Linked DNA regions of Pan troglodytes: region 1 is linked to region 2. The links are chromatin contacts, called in public Hi-C maps. All regions are on one chromosome and are shown on one strand. Each heading gives the region's core, a stretch centred on a gene start, on an enhancer-like site or on the middle of the called end of the contact. The rest is flanking DNA. Distances are from core to core; before and after follow the strand shown.

The links. A called contact is a pair of places that touch in the nucleus more often than the background predicts.
Region 1: a contact with region 2 is called in a Hi-C map of stem cell-derived neural progenitor cells, with 3 times the contacts expected there. The contact joins the promoter of HDAC4 here to the enhancer-like site in region 2. A contact is called at or near these places in 1 of 7 Hi-C or Micro-C datasets (stem cell-derived neural progenitor cells) and 1 of 1 datasets of contacts at active chromatin or transcription factors (stem cell-derived excitatory neurons).

Annotation. Positions count from the first base shown.
Region 1 is chr13:141,594,296-141,598,864 of NHGRI_mPanTro3-v2.0_pri, forward strand. HDAC4 (histone deacetylase 4) reads right to left here and starts at 2,574. Exons shown (of 27, transcript XM_054679623.2): 1 at 2,184-2,574. It overlaps LOC104005435 (a long non-coding RNA gene), which reads left to right and starts at 2,622. Exons shown (of 2, transcript XR_010149964.1): 1 at 2,622-2,751; 2 at 2,857-3,149.
Region 2 is chr13:141,419,484-141,424,222 of NHGRI_mPanTro3-v2.0_pri, forward strand. All of the region lies in intron 3 of HDAC4 (histone deacetylase 4), which reads right to left. Among named protein-coding and RNA genes, the nearest start is that of HDAC4, 180 kb to the right of the region's middle. Within about 2 kb of position 3,003, at least 9 of the 24 cell types and tissues checked have an H3K27ac peak or open chromatin away from gene starts, as enhancers often do. A contact at or near this core is called in stem cell-derived neural progenitor cells, where this site is marked.

The sequences.
Region 1 (4,569 bases), core at 1,324-3,823, 170 kb after region 2:
ATCCAAAACTCCATTCTGATGAAACTTCTAACTGGGTGGCATTTTGCATTTCCAATTATAATAGAGTAATTGTGTTGCCATAGTTACTGCAAAATTCTGCAATAACTTTTGTTGCTTTGTAACTGCTGTAGTGTATATTTGTGTACAAGCAGCTGAGTTTTCTTAATTCGATCTCCCTCCCTTCCACCCTCCCTCTCCCCAGCCACCACCACCACCTTTCCTGGCTAGGTCCTGAAACCACCACACCAGCCTTCCTTGGACAGTCCCGAAAATAATGCACAGAATTATCAGAAGCAATTAAAACTCCAGGCAACTACGATCATATTACAAAAGAAAAAGTGAAACCAGGTCAAGGTGCAAACCTGCCAGTATCCCCCTAGTCCTGCTGGGCTGGCGCTGGGCCAGGACTGTTTACAGGCTTACTCCCAGGCCTTAACTGCTTCGGTGATTTGTGGGAATAAACAGAAAAGCCTGAACAGAGAAAAACGGGGCGGCAAAGTGACTGCACAGGCCCTTTCCTCCCTCACGGAGAGCAAGCAGAACTGCTCTCAGCAAGTAATTAGGTAGGTCTCTACAGTCATGCAATTAGGATTTAGTTAAGAAAGTCATTAGTTTTAAAATAACTTAAGTTTAATTTCTGCAACGCTTTATTTGAAAATTGTGTCACAGCAGGTCAATTTACAACATGCAATAAAGAAAACACTCATATCAGCTGCCTCAAGTTATTACAAATTTTTGATGTGCATTAAATGAGTACACTGGGTTCCACCCCCGGCCTTTCCAACTGATACGCACGGTCTCCTGCTATAACAGTGTCAAATAATTCAACGCTCAATGTAAATACGAGATAATTTGCTTATGATTCCGTGGTGTGTTTTCGCAACGCCGGCAAACGCGGATCCCACCCCCGAGCGGGACAGGGCCCCGTCTCGGCCTGCTGGCGCCCTGCGGGCTGAGCCGAGCGGGTCCCGGGCAGCCCCCCGCCCTCCCGCGACCCCCCGGGCGCTCGCAGCGGCGACGACAAGCGCGGGGCCGCGGACCCCCGGCAGGGACGTTTTTCTGCAAACTCACAGCATTTGACAAAGTTACATAAACGGCGCCCGGCCGGCCCCGGCGCCCGCCCGCCCCCGCCCTCACTCCCGGCGGCCCGGAGCCCACCTGCTCGGGGGGCGCGGGCCCCGCACCGGGAGACGGCGCCGCTGCCTGCCGTGCCCACCCCCGCGCCCCCGCCCCGGCGGGCGAAGCCGCCTCGCGGCGCGGGTGGAAAGGTCCAGAAGGGGCCGGGCGGCCCTGGGGACCGGCGGGTCCCACGGCGCGCGGCCAGCGCTGGCCCCCGCCTCCCACGGCCGCGCGCGGGGCGGGTGTGGACCGGCGGCGTCCACCTGCCGCGGGCTCCAAGGCCTGCAGGCTGCGCGGGGCGCGGGGCGGGCGGCGGACAATGGCCCGCGGGCGCCGGGCCGGGGCTGCGCTTACCGCGGCGGGCGGCGGCGGCCGGCTCTAGCCCTGCTCCGGCGCTCCGCGCCGCATCTCCTCAGCCTGCGCCGCCACCCGCCGGCGCGCGGGCTCGGGCTCGGGCGGCGACAGCCGGGACGCGGCCACGGCGCCGCCGGGGGCCCAGGCTGGGAGGCTGTTCGGGCGGCGGCGGCGGCGGCGCGGGCGGGTGCGCGGGCTCGGGCTCGGGCTCGGGCGGCGGCGGGGACGGTGCTCCGCGGCGGCGGCCCCACAACCTCCCCTCCTCATTCACAAAAAATTGACCCACGTTGAACCATGATGCTTCTCCCCCCTCCAGCGTCGAGCCAGGCGGCGATAGGCCACCCCGCACGCCCGTCAGCCGGCCCGGCCCCGCCCAGCCAGCCGGCGGCTCGCCAACCATTGGCTGCGGCAGTCTTGCGTCACCTCCCCTTGCGGGCCCCGCCCTCCCGCCTGGTTTCTAATGAAGAGCTCGTCAATTACGGCTCGGCCCCGCCTCCCGCCCGCCCGCCCCGGGCGCCTGGCCGGCCTTCCATTGGCCCGCTGAAACCTGCGCACAGCCCGTCTGCTCCCACCCCTCGCCCAGCGGCTGCCCAACCGCGGGGCCGGATGCCCTATGAGCGGCAGAGAGGCTCCACCCCTGCCCGCCTCCCCGCACGCGTCCTGGACCTCATTGGCTGCTGGAGCTGCCAATTCTAGAGGGTGGGGCGTACCAAAAGACGCTCCAGGCGCCAGCCGCTGGGTGCTTCGCGGTTGAGGAGGCGCAGGGACCGGGGGCCAGTAGTGACCGTAAACACGGGCCCCGGCCGTGTCCAGTCGCACTCGGTAGCCCGCATGGCTGCCTAGCGGTCAGCACCGCGTGTCTGCGAGCCTAATTCGCGCTTAGAGGGCACACAATGGGGTGCAGGCTAAGGCGGGGAGCCGGCCAGGCCTCGCCGCGGCGTCCATCTTGGATACTGGTAGTGGGTCACGTGGTGCTGCGTGCGCACTGAGGCGCAGGGCGGCCCGGTCACTGAGTGCGCAGGCGCCGTGGGCCTCGCCCTGCCCCGCGGCGGGAACGCAGCCGTGAGGGTGTGGGGTGTAGGTCCGCCAGGCCTGCAACGGCTGCCGAGGGTCGTGGGATGCGCTCGCCGCGTCCCTGCTCAGGCGGAGGGAGCCCGGCCCGCCGCCAGGGTCTCGAGTCCGGGTCCAGGCAGGCGTGGAGGTGGCGGGAACGGCGCACCGCCCGGGTGGGCGTTGTTTTAAGGCCGCAGGGCTTGGGAGGCTTGTGTTGAGTTAAAGGTCGGCCCGTAGATCCCCGGAAGCGCCTTTGGTTGCCAGCAGGTGTCGGCGAGGGTCTTTAGTGGCCACCCTCCTGGTGGTGATGTTTCCGTTTCTTTCCAACAGGAGTATGACAACTTTTCAACTTGAGTGCACACACTGTCCTCGGAATCCCGCGTTCCAGGGAGGAAGCGCCTTTGACAGCGCGCGCCGGTTCGTGGGGCCCGACGGCGTGGGCCCGTGGTTGCGGACCTGGCGGAGATGCGCGTTCGCTTCGATTGTAGGCCATTCCTTTTAGGAGCTGAGAAAGGATCCGTTTTTACAGCATTCTCGACCTGTGATTCTTGGTGGGGGAAACTAGTTATGTGGATAAAAATACAGTTAGCAAAATAAAAATGCCAATTTTACATTTCCTTAAATATCTCGTTAATAATTAGAAAACTTTGGTCATTGCAAGAAATGCTTAGGCTGAACTTTGAAGGAGAGGAATGGTGAATTAGAGAACTTTAAAACAAGATACAGCTGAAGAAAAGGAGAGCAATTACGGGGTTTTGGAGACTTGGCTGCTGATGGAAACGGTGCACTATCTAATTTTCATGTAGAATGAAACAGGGTCTGTAGCTAGCTAACATCTAGATAAGATTCAATATCATTTGACAGGATTCTCAAAAACATACAATCACGAGAAAATATTAAAACCTGCCTGTAAGTCTACCAAAGTTAGTTTTTCACGTACAAAGAGAAGTGCCTGCGCAAAAAGTCACGTGAAACGAGCTCTGGGATCTAATGCTTGCAGAGGTAATTTTTAAAAAGTAGATTTCCATTAGAAGGAATGGGTAGCCCCATTGCTGCGTGCCATTTAGACCTCACAGGAGTCCTGAGAGGCACTCCAGCAGAGTGAGGCACCACGCAGACGTTGGGTGGATGGTGCAAGAACCTCACTCGCCATGTCTGGAAAAGAGAAACTTGGCCTGGGTGGCTGTGTCTGCCATTATGTGTCAGAGGGGCTGTCTGAAGGAGACCGGTGCACAGCCAGTGCAGAGCAATTCAGTACGATAGTGTGCAGTGAAAGCAAACACGCTATCCTGTGAGCTGTGTATAAGGAGAAAGGTGGGGTGACAACCCCAATGCCTGGGAGCATTCGCTTGGGACTTCACATGCAGGTATTTGACAGAGTCAAATGAATCACACTCAAAGGAATCTCCGTGTTCTCACAGTTGAAAGAAACCAGCATCAAAGACTCAAATTTTAAAATCTAGGGTTGGTAGATCCAATAAAATGGTAGAACTCCTAGACTGGCTACGATCGGCAAGCTGGCCAATTATATACAAATAACAGTAACTTTCAGATAACTGACAACATTCAATCGGTAATTAAATAATTGTTGCATATTCAGTATGTGGTGAGCTTTGTGCTAAGCACTTACATATGTGTTAGAAAATATGAAACATTCTCAATTAGCAAAAACATTTTAAGTACCTAAATGTAACACTAAGTTCCAACAGAACTTCCTGAGAATTGTGAAAATCGTTAAATAGTTCATCTGGAAGAATGAAGATTTGAGAGCAGTCAAAAAGAAGAGTAATGAGGGAGAAACTGTGCTCCCAGAAAATAAAAACATGTTATGTGGGCTCCGAAATGAAAACAACGTGATATTGGCCCAGATCAATGCAAAATAATAGAAAGTAAAGGAATGGCCCCAAGCAAATGTACTGACTCCAGGCTGATACCCAGCCGATATGTGTATGATCAGTGTGCTCCAGCTGTTCTTAATGGGCAGCTTTGTAGGCTGGTCAGTGCCTGTGCCTCACCAACTCTTGACTAGTTTTAATACCACCC
Region 2 (4,739 bases), core at 1,753-4,252:
TTCAAGGGCACTGCGGGTCACTGGGGGTGGAATAATCCAGCAGGCAGGTGGAAATGCAGAAGGCAGGGGGCTGGTTCAGACTTCTGTCCAGAAAAATCACCTGGGCAGCTTGTTAAAAAGTGACTTACGCCTCCCAGCCTCAGTTCCTGAACCAGTAACTACTGTGTGATGTCCCCAGGGGCATTAAACGCCAATGAACACACAGTACGTAGCTGAGTGACAGATGGGTGGCCTTGGTAAGGGGACCTGTGGCCATCAGTGTCCTCATCATTGCTGTAATTAGGAGCAACCACGAGTCCCACTTTGAGCAGGACCTTGCTGCTGGCTGTGGAGGCTGTGCGCTCACACTCTCTGCCCAGCAAAGATCCTGGAGCCAGTAACTCTCTTGCCAGCAGGAACACTTTACAAAGTAGGATGTGGTAGAAGATGCATGCTAGCACTAAGCAAACATTGTTTAAAAAAAAAAAAAAGGGAAAAGAAACAAAGTCTACTTTGTGGACCTTGCACGGAGGAGATCCACTGCCCGGGAGAGTTCATGTCCATGTATCTTTCTGCTATGAATGCCCAGCACAGGCCCCTCCCACGTTCAGCTCAGGCTCGCCAACGCCTACCACTCAGTGTTCCAAACTGGGTGCCTTTGAAAGCACTGCACAGATCCATACGAATCCTCATGCCAGCGCAGGGTCCACTCCACCCACATTCCCCATGAATTCATGCAACTCCATCAGCAGTGCTTAAAGCCAAAAATCCTGAGGTCACCCTCGACTCTTCTGTTTCCTGCACAGCCCATCTGCAGGCTAAGGAAATCCCATCTACGTCAGATATCTCTAGAATTTGTACCATTTTCTACATTCCCACTCCACCTACCCGGACTGAGCCCCATCCACTGCCTGGGTTGCTCCCAGACCCTGGTGGGTCTCCCTGCTCCTCCGATGCCTGTCCCACGTGGCCACTGCATTCTCTGTGGCATACGTCACGTGGTGTCGCTTCTCTGCTCAGAACCTCCAGGAGCCTCCATGTCACTCAAAGCCATGCCTAATTGATTAACCCGGCCTTTTACGTCTCCCGCACCGCCCACTCTCTCTTCTCCTGACCAGGTCTTCGGCCTGCAAATGTCTGCTCACCTTCTAAGGAGGCCTGCCCTCACCAGCGGGTGTAAAATCGCAGCCCCTCCACTCCCGAGCCCCGCTCTGCCTTCCCTGCTCTACTGTTTACTCATTGCCTTTACTAGTTTCCTCTCTTCCTCCCAGGGTAACATGAGCACCATGAAATAGGGGTCTCTGTGTCAATCATAAATACACGTATCCCATATGCCAAGGGCAGGGGATGGCATTAGAAGGCCCAATCAATATGAATGAGTGAATGAATGAATGAGTTGAACGCAGAAATCCACCCTCCTGAATCCCCAGTCCTTGACTGCTCACTCTCCTCCACAGCGATTCTCGCCTCTCACATGTTCTAATATTGTAGGTAATTTACAATCAATAAGCTGAAATTAATGAGCATATTTAGAATCCAGCACCCAATTACTAGAGAATTCAAAATCTTCTCACACATATATTAAAGATTCATAAAAACTGACCACAAAGCAAGTCTCAGTAAAATTCAACGGCTGGGTAATTTCTAACCAGAATGGAGTAAATTAGAAATGAATAACAAAAAAGATGACTTGGAAAATTCAGACTTTCGGGAAACAAAAAACACTTCTAAATATTTCATTTTTTCAAATAAAAAAGGAACCATAAAGCAAATTTCAAAATAACTCTCTTGAGAAACACCAAGACTTTATGAAGTGTTAATGTAATATGCTTTACAAATTAAATAATACAAATTAGAACTTATCCAAAGCAGCCTCATTTGAACCCCAAGGGAAGCACTGCACAGAACCCTGAATGCCTCCATCCGAAAGGAAGAAGGGCTAAAAATTAACAAGTGAAATGTTCAACCTAAAAGAACAAGCATATCCGAATAAATGCAGAGAAAGGAGAACAGCTATTAAAACAGGAATTAATAAAACAGAGAACACACCCACAAGAGCAGATCCACGAAGGCAGAAGCCGGTCTGCGGGAGAGTAAAGCATAGCTGGACTCCCACCGCCTGAAGGGTGCCCCCACCCCAGGGGGGAATGAGAAACACCTGGATGGAGGGGTGGAGCCTGGCTGGGCTCAAGAGCAGGAGAGGGAAGCCAGGAAGGCGGGGAAGGCAGGTCCGCAGGGGAGGGCAGGCCCGCCCAGGAAGGCCCACGCAGGGCTGGGTGCTCGGCTGACGGCTGTAGAACTGAAAGAAGTGCCAGCCCCTTCCTCAGGCGCCTGACTAAACCGCCTTCAATTTCTTCCCCTCGCCCGTGGCCACGTACCTGCTACCCAAGGGACACCTCCAGTCCTCCCTCACCTGGTCAGACACCTGGCTCTGACGGCCCCTCGGAGCCCCTCGTTGGAAACACAGAGGGCCTGAGTTTGGTTCTGCATCACGCGTGACAGTGTGTGCATCTTGCTGTGAGGTCCAGAAATGGAAACCTTCCTTAAAAGATGGGCAGGTTCTTCTGGTAGGGGACATGGTGTTGGTACGGCGAAAACATGACATTAGGGTCAAATGTGGCTGCTGAGAAGGAACTCCCTTTCAGCTGCACCGCGACACCCTAACACAGACAAGGGTCGGCAAAGAGCCATCTCCCTCGTCCTGGCAGCACAGGCTTCCAGATGCCACTGAGGGGCTCCGCAGGCCCTCTGGATACATTTTACAGTCCACAGCCTTAAAGCACACAAAGCTGGTAATAAAAGAAAAAAGATAAAAAGCCCTTTAACCAGAAATGATGTCATGATGCAAAAATTCATTCCTGGATAATACCTTCGGCCACCAGTGACACTCCGAATACACAAACCAAACCAAATTCTCAGTGGAAAAAAAAATCCTTTCTTCCAACCAATCATCACTTAGAACTGTGGAATCCTCCCCGAGAGATACTCAGTGAGATTTCTCTGTATTCTGTATCAACACGGTTGAGGGGCACTGCTGGGACTGCCACATAGCTTTCTCTCTCCCTCTAAAGTAGAGAAACAACCAGTCACCAGCTCCACCCCATCCAGATTTGCTGTGGATGTGTGGACGGTTTTAGAAGCACCCAGAGGATATTTCTCAGACAGCACCCCCAATTCTCCACGACGCCCCAACCAATAACCGTCTGCTTTCTTACCACCCGTGTTCCTTGCTAAGGGCAGACAGTAAGCTCTTCAGAAATCTTTGGGTCGATAGCAACAACAACAATGTAAAATGTAATGGGGGGGTGTGATAAATGTAGATAACCCAAACAATCTAACGTCCACCCAGGATGGAGAAACTTTCTATCTTTCTGCCTCAGGCACTGCGGACAGGGAAAGAACCAGTTGGAAAGTGAGGCCGGCAGGCTCACGGGCGGGGCTGGCAGGCAGCAGTGTCCTGGGCCGCGTGGGGAGGCACGGTCCCACCTGCCAGCCACAGGGTGGCATTTCAGAGCCACAGGGCATTTCTGGTCAAAAATAACGGAGTGAACACAATCACGTTGTCAGGCTCCCTCCAAGATTCTGCTAAAACAGTGTGTGGATTGTTTAGAAAGACACACCAACACAACACACACACAGGAGATGAGAGAGCAGCCACAAAATGCTGGAAGTCAGAAAGGATCTGGGTGAATAAGGTATCAGAGACAGCAAAGCTGACCCATCAGCCAGGGTGGGCCAAGGGAGGGGCAGACCAGTCTCGGTCACACAGCCCTCCGGGGCACAGGGGCTGGTGGCACCAGGACTGGAGGTGAAGGAGAATGAACTATCTGCTCAGGGAGCGCAGGGCCCCAACCACCGCTTACCCCACGTGGCTGGCAGAGCCCAGGGACTACTACCCTCTGGAGAAGGAGATGGAACAGCACTGAAAACTGCGGACCAGTGGAAGCTGGCCAGCTACACGTGAGGTGTCCTGGTCTTCCTGCCCCAGCATGGGGGCAGGGCAGGCAGCATTGGGCCCTCCCAGTGAGGTCACAGGGGCCAAGCAGCCTGCTGGACACCATGCCAAGTGGGACCGGGCAGCCCCCAGCGGCCAGCACCCTGCGTGCCCCTGCAGGTCCCGCCAGCCTCAGTGCCCTCTGCTACAGATGGCAGATACCGTGCTCACCAGAAAGGCCAGGAAGACTGTCGTCACAGAAGGCAGAGCCTGGACAGACAGACAAGCACCCTGGGGAAATGCAGACAGAGAGAAGGGAAGACAGGCCCTCCAAAGACAAGCGGAAGGAGCGGGAGGCAGCCCTGGAGCTCCAGGACAGGAGGGCATGCCTCGGGTGCGGAGGAACATAGTCTCTGCCTGGTGAAATGAGCAAGCAAGCCTCAGAGGGCTAACACCATTAAAAGCCAGAAGGGCCCTCTGAAGGCAAATGTGACTGACTCAGCAGCTTCACGAGAGTCATCGCCCTGCAGATCAGGTCCAGCGGACTGCACGTCCAGCAGCTGCCACTGCAGGGTGGCCCGGGCCCTCTGCTAGGTCTCCCAGCTGCTTCCATCCACCAGGCATCCTCTCAAGACACATTTTCAACGCAATTCAAGCCCTCCTGTTGTTACGCTTCCCAGCATCAGCTGGGCTGGGTTTCACTTGAGACAGCCGCTCCTAGGGACACTGCCACAAAGGGATGGGAAGGTGGAAGGGACGGTGGTTGAGCTGCAGGAAGGGCAGAGCCACGAACCTGGGGCCAGGCACACCAGAGGGCACCAGGAAG